2 separate regions of the Ovis aries genome follow, and region 2 is linked to region 1. A link is a contact called in public Hi-C data. All regions are on one chromosome and are shown on one strand. The core of a region is the stretch at or near the end of the contact, and the rest is flanking DNA. Distances in the headings are between cores, read along the strand shown.

Region 1 (4,268 bases), core at 1,175-3,674:
TTATACATTAGATAAAATCTAGACTTCTGTGACCCTAAGGTACCTCTCTAAATGACTCTCCCTGCTCCCTATAAAACCCACGCCCAGTCAGACCTAATACCATCATTCCTCTGGATCTTTTATTGTCTCATTCTCCATATCCACTATGTCTGATTAGATTAAACGGAAGGCTCCAGGAGAGATGGACATAGATCAAGCACAGAGGAAGGGCTCACTCTGTCAGCCAGACAGGATAGTGGAATCAACCCCAGCGGTCCAGAAGGCATCCACCCCCATGAACTTCTTTGCTTGCCAAGTTTTTATTCCTTCCTCCTGGCTCACATTAAGCCCTACCTTTCTCCGTCTCAGTTTGTAGAATCCATTGTCTGAACACTACAGAGACCACTGTTTGGTGTGCTCATCGGCTATTTATTACCTGCTACTTTACATTGTTTATTATCTTGCATGTGTATATCACCATCACCCAGATAGAAGGTAAACTCCTGAAACACAGAAACCATGCCTGTGTTGCTAGGGATCCCCAACCTGCAATGCCTGGCACATACACATACAGTGTTTAGAGGCATTGCATGCATAGTCCTATACTTTGCAAGAAAACCATGGTTATAGCATTGCTTTAAATAATTGTTCTGAAGAGATCATGGAAGGACACAGATTTTTTTTCCCCACCCACAAAGGGAACTGGCTGCATTTAGCTCTGTGTGTGTGTGTGCTAAGTCACTTCAGTCTTGTCCAACTCTTTGGGAGTCTATGAACTGTAGCCCGCCAGGCTCCTCTGTCGATGGGATTCTCCAAGCAAGAATATTGGAGTGGGTTGCCGTGCCCTCCTCCAGAGGATCTTCCTGACCCAGGAACTGAACCTGTGTCTCTTACATCTCCTGCCTTGGCAGGCAGGTTCTTTACCGCTAGTGCCACCTGGGAAGCCCCTTAGCTCTTTAGGGTGCTGCAAAAAGTGAAAGTGAAGTTGCTCAGTGGTGTCCAACTTTTTGTGACCCCATGGACTGTAGCCTACCAGGCTCCTCCGTCCATGGAATTTTTCAGGCAGGAGTACTGGAATGGGTTGCCATTTCCTTCTCCAGGGGATCTTCCCAACCCAGGGATCGAACCTGCGTCTCCCACATTGCAGGCAGATCCTTTACCATCTGAGCCACCAGGGAAGCACAAATTAGGGTGCTGGATTACCAATAAGATACAGAAACTAATCGGTGCTAGATCTGTGTGTTTCTGATTCTAATGTATCTATCTGAATTGCTTTCTCGTATCTGAATGTGGTGGCTTCTCATATCTTCCCTGGTGGCCCATATGGTAAAAGCGTCTGCCTACAATGTGGGAGACTCGGGTTCGATCCCTGGGTTGGGAAGATCCCCTGGAGAAGGAAATGGCAACCCACTCTGGCACTCTTGCCTGGAAAATCCCATGGATGGAGAAGCCTGGTAGGCTACAAACCATGGAGTCACAAAGAGTTGGGCACGACTGAGTGACTTCACTTTCTTTCTTTTCTTTCTTATCTGAATGTGGCTGAAATGGCAGGGGACAGCCGCTTCCTCTGGGTACCCTTTAAGGGCTCCTTGGACTTGTAGCTGTCAAGCTGCTCTCACAGGACCTTGACTGTGGCTTTGGCTGTGACTGTTCATGCCTGTCTTCTGCTCTTCTCTGGTTGCCCATCATGGTCTTCTCTCCCAGCATCTTATAAGCAAAGGTGATGGAAAATATAGTTTTCTTCTACTATGTTCTGTTGACTGAACCAATATTTCTCCAAAACCTGCATTGTCCTGGAGGAGTGGGGAGGATTAAAGAAAAAACAAAACCCTACTCTTTTTCTGTAGGTCAGCACCAACAGGTAACCTAACATATTCCAATATTGAGTAGCTGCACTTCTCGTTTTTGGCTGCTAATATCACGTGCGTCATGTTGCTTCTGAGTAACCTCAGTTTTTTAGAAGATGTTTTCCATCCTGAGTACTTTTTTCCCTAAGAAATTCCTATATAATGTGTTATGAGATTCAAAAAAAATGAATGACCCATCCAGTTAAGGGGGAGTCTCAAGGACTTCACAAAGGAGGAGAAATTACTGCCCTGCATTTTCCTGGAAATTTTTGGGTAAGAAAAAGAGGTTTTTATTTGAAGCAGATAACTTGAAAGGTGTCTATGGGAGATACACCACAGGATGCCAAGTTTTAGTAGTCCAGGCCTCCAATTCAAAATCCTCTAGGAGACAATTATTATTTCCATGTTACACTTTTCATAGTTAACATACCAGTTTTAGGTAGCTTTCGTTCAGTGTTAACTGAGCTGTTTCTAGGGGCTGTGTGTGCACTTTATACCAGAGAAACTCTGGTATATCTCTCCTGCATAGAGTTACCATATAAAGCCTGGCTCTGACACGAAGAGACACAGACCCTTCCTTGTCCTTCCGTGGCCTCCGGGTTCTATCTGGTCAGCCTCTGTCAGCTGCTATCCCCCATCTCTCTTTCTCTCTGGGCCTGACTCTCCCTTGCTCCTCTCAGATAACTAAGACTCCCATTTAGAAGATAAGATAAAACACCACAAAGCTCTTAAAAAAAAAAAAAACAAAAAACTGCCTAAAATGATCAATTAGGCTGCTCTATGGCTGGGGTGGGGAGAGATCACTGTGTGTGTGGCAGGGGTGGGGGAAGTGGAGGGGGGGTGTTTCCCCAACAAGTGAGTCTGAGCTGGATCCCAAGCTTGGAAGGAAAGGGTTTTTGTGGTTTCTCTTTAAATTTTTCCATCTCACCAATCTGACCTCAAATTGGTAAATCAGTACCGATAGTACAGGCCAAGAATATTTTACTAATGTGCTGTTTGGATAAAAATCAGATGGTTAGATGTTCCAGCTGGTGCCAAACCACAAGGAGCCCCCAGTCCTATAACATGGCCGACTCACGGACAGGAATTGATTTCCGGCCCGCCAGACGACTGTGTTAGCTCTGACAAGTGTGGGTTTTCTGCGTGCATTTTATTTCAGCACCACTTTGTTTTTCCCTGCAGAGTCTTGAGATATTTTCCACTGAGAACTAGAGTAATATCATTAAGTTCCCTTACAACTCCGCTTCTGTTACATTGGAGGCCTGGACTACTAAAAACTTGGCATCCTGTGGTGTGCTGTGTCACAGGGCGTGGTTTCCATCCTGTTTTGAGGCCAATGTCTCTGTTTATCATGATTCATATCCTCACCGCTAGAGGGGTTTCAGGTGATGTCATTAGCTGCTGCTTATGCAATCTAGTTATTGTTTCATTAGTGGACTTATACTCTTTCTATCCATAGATCTCCTTTTCCTCTCTTCTTTTAAAAATTTTTCTCAGTGTTGGGAGTTCCCTAGCTGTCCAGTGGTTGGGACTCCACACTTCCACTGCCGTGGGCACAGGTTCAATCCCTGGTTGGGGAAGTAAGATTCCACATGCCGTGTGGCACAACACCCCCCAATTTTTTTTCTCAGTGTTAAGTTTTTTTTTATTCATTGTAAACGTTTGGAAAATACATAATCTCGTCGAGGAGAAAATAAAGAGTCGGACACGACTAAGCAACTTCACTTTCACTTTTCACTTTCATGCATTGGAGAAGGAAATGGCAACCCACTCCAGTGTTCTTGCCTGGAGAATCCCAGGGACGGGGGAGCCTGGTGGGCTGCCGTCTATGGGGTCACACAGAGTTAGACATGACTGAAGCAACTTAGCAGATCCCAACAGCTATCAGATCAAAATAACAGCTATCAGATCCCTGATAGCTCAGTTGGTAAAGAATCTGCCTGCAATGCAGGAGACCCTGGTTCGATTCCTGGGTTGGGAAGATCCGCTGGAGAAGGGATAGGTTACCCACTCTAGTACTCTTGGGCTTCCCTTGTGGCTCAGCTGGTAAAGAATCTGCCTGCAATGGTGGGGGCTGGGTTCGATCCCTGGGTTGGGAAGATACCCTGGAGAAGGGAACGGGTACTCACTCCAGTATTCTGGCCTGGAGAATTCCAAGGACTGTATAGTCCATGGGGTCTCAAACAGCTGGACATGACTGAGCAACTTTCACTTTCAGATCCCAACATGCAGAGTTAGTCACTGTTTGCATTCTGGTTTATTTATTCTCAGTCTCTGGTCTTATCTTTCTTAAGCACCTCAAGTGATCTTAACTTTTTAAAAAATGAATTTATTTTTAATTGAAGGATAATTGCTGTACAGAATTGTGTTGGTTTCTGCCAAACATCAACATGAATCAACCATAGGTATACATATGTCCCCTCAATGATCTTAACTTTAAAA
Region 2 (4,599 bases), core at 891-3,390, 55 kb before region 1:
TTCAACAGGGGAATGGAAAAACGATGGATAAACATCTGTGCCATGAAATATGACTCAGCAGTAAAAATGAACTATTGATGCATACAACATCTGGGATGGGTCTCAAGGGCTTCTGCTTAATGAAAAGGAACCAATCTCAAAAGGTTTTATATCTTTTATAAAAGTATTATTCTATTTTTCTAACATTCTCAAAAGAACAGAATTCTAGAAATGGAGACCAAATTAGTGGTTGCCAAGTGGTGTGAGTGGTAAAGTGAGTGAAAATTAAAGCATAGCATGAAGTGGCTCCCTTGCGGTAAGGAAACAGTTTTGTATCTTGATATATACCTATAACAATATTTTACTGAACTACACACACACACACACACACATACACAAGTACAAGTGAAAACTGGTGAAATTCAAGTAAAGTCTACCATCTAATTCATACATACACACAGTGCTGATTTCCTACTTTGGTAATGTACTATAGTTATGCAAGGTGGTATCACTGCAAGCATCTGGAGGAAGGGTGCATGGGACCTCTGCACTATATCTGCAACTTCTTGTGAGTCTATAGTTATTTCAAAACAAAAAGTTTGAAACTGGGGGTGGGAGAGATTCTCAGAAGAGTCCATAAACTCTAACATGTATACAGTGCATATATATGGCAGTGACTGTTTTACAAGTGCCAAGTCACTAAATCCTCACAGTTTGTGTGTCAGTCACTCAGTCATGTCCAACTCTGCAACCCCATGGACTGTAGCCTACCAGGCTCTTGTGTGCACGGCATTCTCTGGGCAAGAATAATGGAATGGGTTGCCATTTAGCAATCCTAGAAAGCTCATTCCTTTTATTGTTCTCATTTTACAGTTAAGAAAACTGAGCCCAGAAAGAGCAACTAATTGTCTAAGGTCACCAGTCAAACGAGGAAAACTGGCCTTCAACTCCAGCCTTGCTGATTGTAGACTCTGGAATCTTCACCACCACATGGCTGCTGCCTCCAAGAGCACTGAATTCCATTCTCATAACCCGCTCAAGGAACCAGCCAAGGCAAAAAGCCTCGGGTTCCTGTCTTGTGCAGTGATGCCAACCATTTATAATGGCAACTGACCACCCCAGGGCCTGAGGCACCCCCCCAAAACACCAACTCGGCTTGGCCACAGTCACCTGCTGGGCAGGGAAAGACTTCTGGTGCGACCCTTCAAACATCCAGACCCCTCACACTGGATGTAGGATGCAGGCGGCTAATCCCGAGAACAGTGTGTTGCAGGCTAAACCATTCTCCGCAGAGGACTCTTCCACCATCAGTTTCCCATCTGGAGGTGTGTTACTCGTTCAGTTTTGAGCAGCTCTTTGCAACCACACGGGACTGCAGCCCGCCAGGCTCCTCTATCCATGGGATTCTCCATGCAAGAATAATGGAGTGGGTTACCATGCCCTTCTCCAGGGGATCTTCCAGACCTAGGGATTGAACCCAGGTCTCCCACATTGCAGGCGGATTCTTGACTAGCTGAGCCAGCAGGGAAGCCCTCCCATATAGAAAGGGTGTATTAATCTACATCCTCTGGGGGTGGTTTAGTCTCTCAGTTGTGTCCGACTCTGTGCGACCCCATGAGCTGATGAAGCCTGCCAAGCTCCTCCGTCCATGGGATTCTCCAGGCAAGAATACTGGAGTGGGTTGCCATTTCCTTCTCCAGGGGATCTTCCTGACCCAGGAATCGAACCCGTGTCTCCTGCATTACAGATAAGGAATCTGCCTCTAGGGGGACAGTAAAGAGCGTGGCATGAGCTGGTTATGTTCTATTACGAACATTTAGGTGCGGGAGACCTAAAGGAGGGAAGGAAGTCGGGTCCTCCGCGGCCATCGGCCACCCGCCGACCCCGACCCCGGCAAGCACGGAGCGCAGGCGCCCCCACGCGGCACCCACGGGATGCGCCCTCGCTCGGGCGCGCGCTTACCTGGGCCTGCAGTTCCTGCCCACCCGCATCCCGGCCCGCGGCGCCGGCGGGAACAGCCGCCAGTGGTCAGCCATGGTGCCTCGGCCGCCCACGCGGCCTCCGGTGGTGTGTGTTCCCCGCCGCTCGGGTCGCTAAGAGACCCGCCGAGCTGAGTGCTGCCCAGACTCGCCCCGGGCGCGGAGCAGCCCAGGCGCCCCCTGCTGCTACCCGGGAGCGAGCGACCCCGAGGCGTCCCTGCGCCACCCCCGCCCCACAACCCCTCCTCCAACGCCTGGGGGCGTGGACAGTGGCAGGGGAAGCTCGAAGAATCAGGTTCTTGGTTTAATTCTGTTTTTTTTTTTTAATCTGTTGTGATTAAATCTATCGGGATTTAATCTGTTGGGGTCAGTGTTCATGCTTTTCTTGCACACCACCGGTTCAAAAACTGTTGAAGGAAGAAAGCAGCTGGGGTGAGAAAAGAAAGAATGGAAAGAGAGCGAAAGGAATAGACTGACTTGTAATGGTGGGGAGGCCTTTTAGCACGGAATGTTTTTCTGGAGGTCCTGGAAATCCGTAACTCACCGCCTCTGTAAATCGGGGGCTGTGCACTGGTAACTAGTCACCAGCTGGTTCCCAGAGTCCCGCCTAGCTCTTGTGTTACTTGCTCCTTCTGCCTGGACTCACTAAAGCAGTGAAAATGTCATCCAGTTGGCCCTGGTAGGCAGATGTCCTCGTAAATATGGATTGCATGAGGATGTATTTTGGGTTTGCTAAGTTCTCTTGCTACTTCTGAGTGTTCCTGATTTAAATAGTAAGCCTTGCTTCTAGAGGAAATAGCAGCAAAACATTCTCTTCCAAAAATATTGCAATGGTTAAATTGTGTCTGTTATGGTGGGATACTTTTTTCGGCCATTTATAGATGAGTCTTCTCTTCAAACTCTTCGGGAATAAATTAGCGTTACATTTCGGCACCTGTTAAATATCTGGATGGTAATAAAGGTGCCCCAGCTGTCTCTAATTTCAGCATCTTCACCTGCTATGTGTGTTCAACGGTCTTTTCTGGGCACAGTGAATGCCTTGGAGTCCCACCACTTGAGATAACCCAGGACTCTGCTGTTTAATAGTTATGCACACAAGGACTCCCCACCCCAATGCCTAAGACTCTGCATACCCAACACTGGGGGCCCACTTTGCATCCCTGGTCGGGGAACTAGATCCCACATGCTACAACTAAGATCCAGAGCAGCCAAATAAATAAAGGAATATTTTTTAATGAGTTCTTTAAAAAAATTATGCACACACATACACCACTCCCTGGTACAGTTGCTTAAATTTTAGTTTCATTGATTTTCTAGCCTGAAAATGGGGAAAATAAAAGGATATAAGAAGTAATAACTTATAGGGTTATTGGGAAATTCAGTGAGATGATGAATGTAAAGCATTTAATGCAGTGCTGGGAAGTAGGAATCCCTCAAGAATTACTGAGTATGATTATTATCTCTGGGCTTCCCTAGTGGCTCAGATGGTGTGAACTGGGGATAATAATATTTGCCCAGCTACTTCCCAGGGTTGCTATAAGAGTTAATGTAGAAACCTACAAATGTAATCATGATAAGGGGTCCTCTTAGTTGTTTTTATCATCTTTGATAATACCTTTAATATTGTTGGATTGCAAATTCAAACGTTTTTTACTTTGAGGAAATAGGATTTCTCCCTAGGACTGAGGATTAGAGTCATGCCCACCTTGCCTTTTGTACTGTGCATGGCACAGAGTAGGTCATCATTCAACAGATATTGTCTGTTATGGCCTTCCTAGGCACTGGGGATGCAATGGGGAATAAAACAGCCTTGGTGTTTGTCATCCTGTTACTTAGTTTGTAGTGCTGTGTGAATAAGAAATCACCCGTTTTTCATGACTCTTGCATTCTCACAAGTTGATATTTGCTTCATGTAGCAATTTTGATTTCATATCTGCTCAGTTCAGTTCAGTTGCTGAGTCGTGTCCTACTCTTTTTGACCCCATGCATGGACTGCAGCACACCAGGCTTCCCCTGTCCATCACCAACTCCCAGAGCTTGCTCAAACTCATATTCATCAAGTCGGTGGTATCATCCAACCATCTCATCCTCTGTTTTCGCTTTCTCCTCCTGCCCTCAATCTTTCCAAGCATCAGGGTCTTTTCCAATGACTCAGTTCTTCACATCAGGTGGCCAAAGGATTGGCGCTTCAGGTTCCGCATCAGTCCTTCCAATGAATATTCAGGACTGATTTCCTTGAGGATTGACTGGTTGAATCTCCTTGCTGTCCAAGGGGCTCTCAAGAGTTTTCTCCAACACCACAGTTCAAAAGCATCAGTTCTTTCTTTATGGTCCAACTCTCACATCCATACATGACTACTGGAAAAACCATAGCTTTGACTAGACAGAATTTTGTAGGCAAAGTAATGTCTCTGCTTTTTAACATGCTATCTAGATTGGTCATAGCTTTTCTTCCAAGGAGCAAGCGTCTTTTAATTTCATGGCTGTAGTCACATCTGCACTCATCTCACATGCTAGTAAAGTAATGCTCAAAATTCTCCAAGCTAAGCTTCAGCAATACGTGAACCATGAACTTCCTGATGTTCAAGCTGGTTTTAGAAAAGGCAGAGGAACCAGAGATCAAATCGCCAACATCTGCTGG

The links. A called contact is a pair of places that touch in the nucleus more often than the background predicts.
Region 2: a contact with region 1 is called in a Hi-C map of hypothalamus, with 2.0 times the contacts expected there. The contact joins the promoter of FAM47E here to the enhancer-like site in region 1. A contact is called at or near these places in 2 of 16 Hi-C or Micro-C datasets (hypothalamus and skin fibroblasts).

What each region holds. Positions count from the first base shown.
Region 1 is chr6:91,845,022-91,849,289 of ARS-UI_Ramb_v3.0, reverse strand. The region is part of intron 1 of SCARB2 (scavenger receptor class B member 2); the gene reads left to right. Among named protein-coding and RNA genes, the nearest start is that of SCARB2, 21 kb to the left of the region's middle. Within about 2 kb of position 2,424, at least 29 of the 54 cell types and tissues checked have an H3K27ac peak or open chromatin away from gene starts, as enhancers often do. A contact at or near this core is called in hypothalamus, where this site is marked.
Region 2 is chr6:91,899,308-91,903,906 of ARS-UI_Ramb_v3.0, reverse strand. It overlaps FAM47E (family with sequence similarity 47 member E), which reads right to left and starts at 2,140. Exons shown (of 7, transcript XM_027971105.3): 1 at 1,942-2,140. The coding sequence starts at 2,015.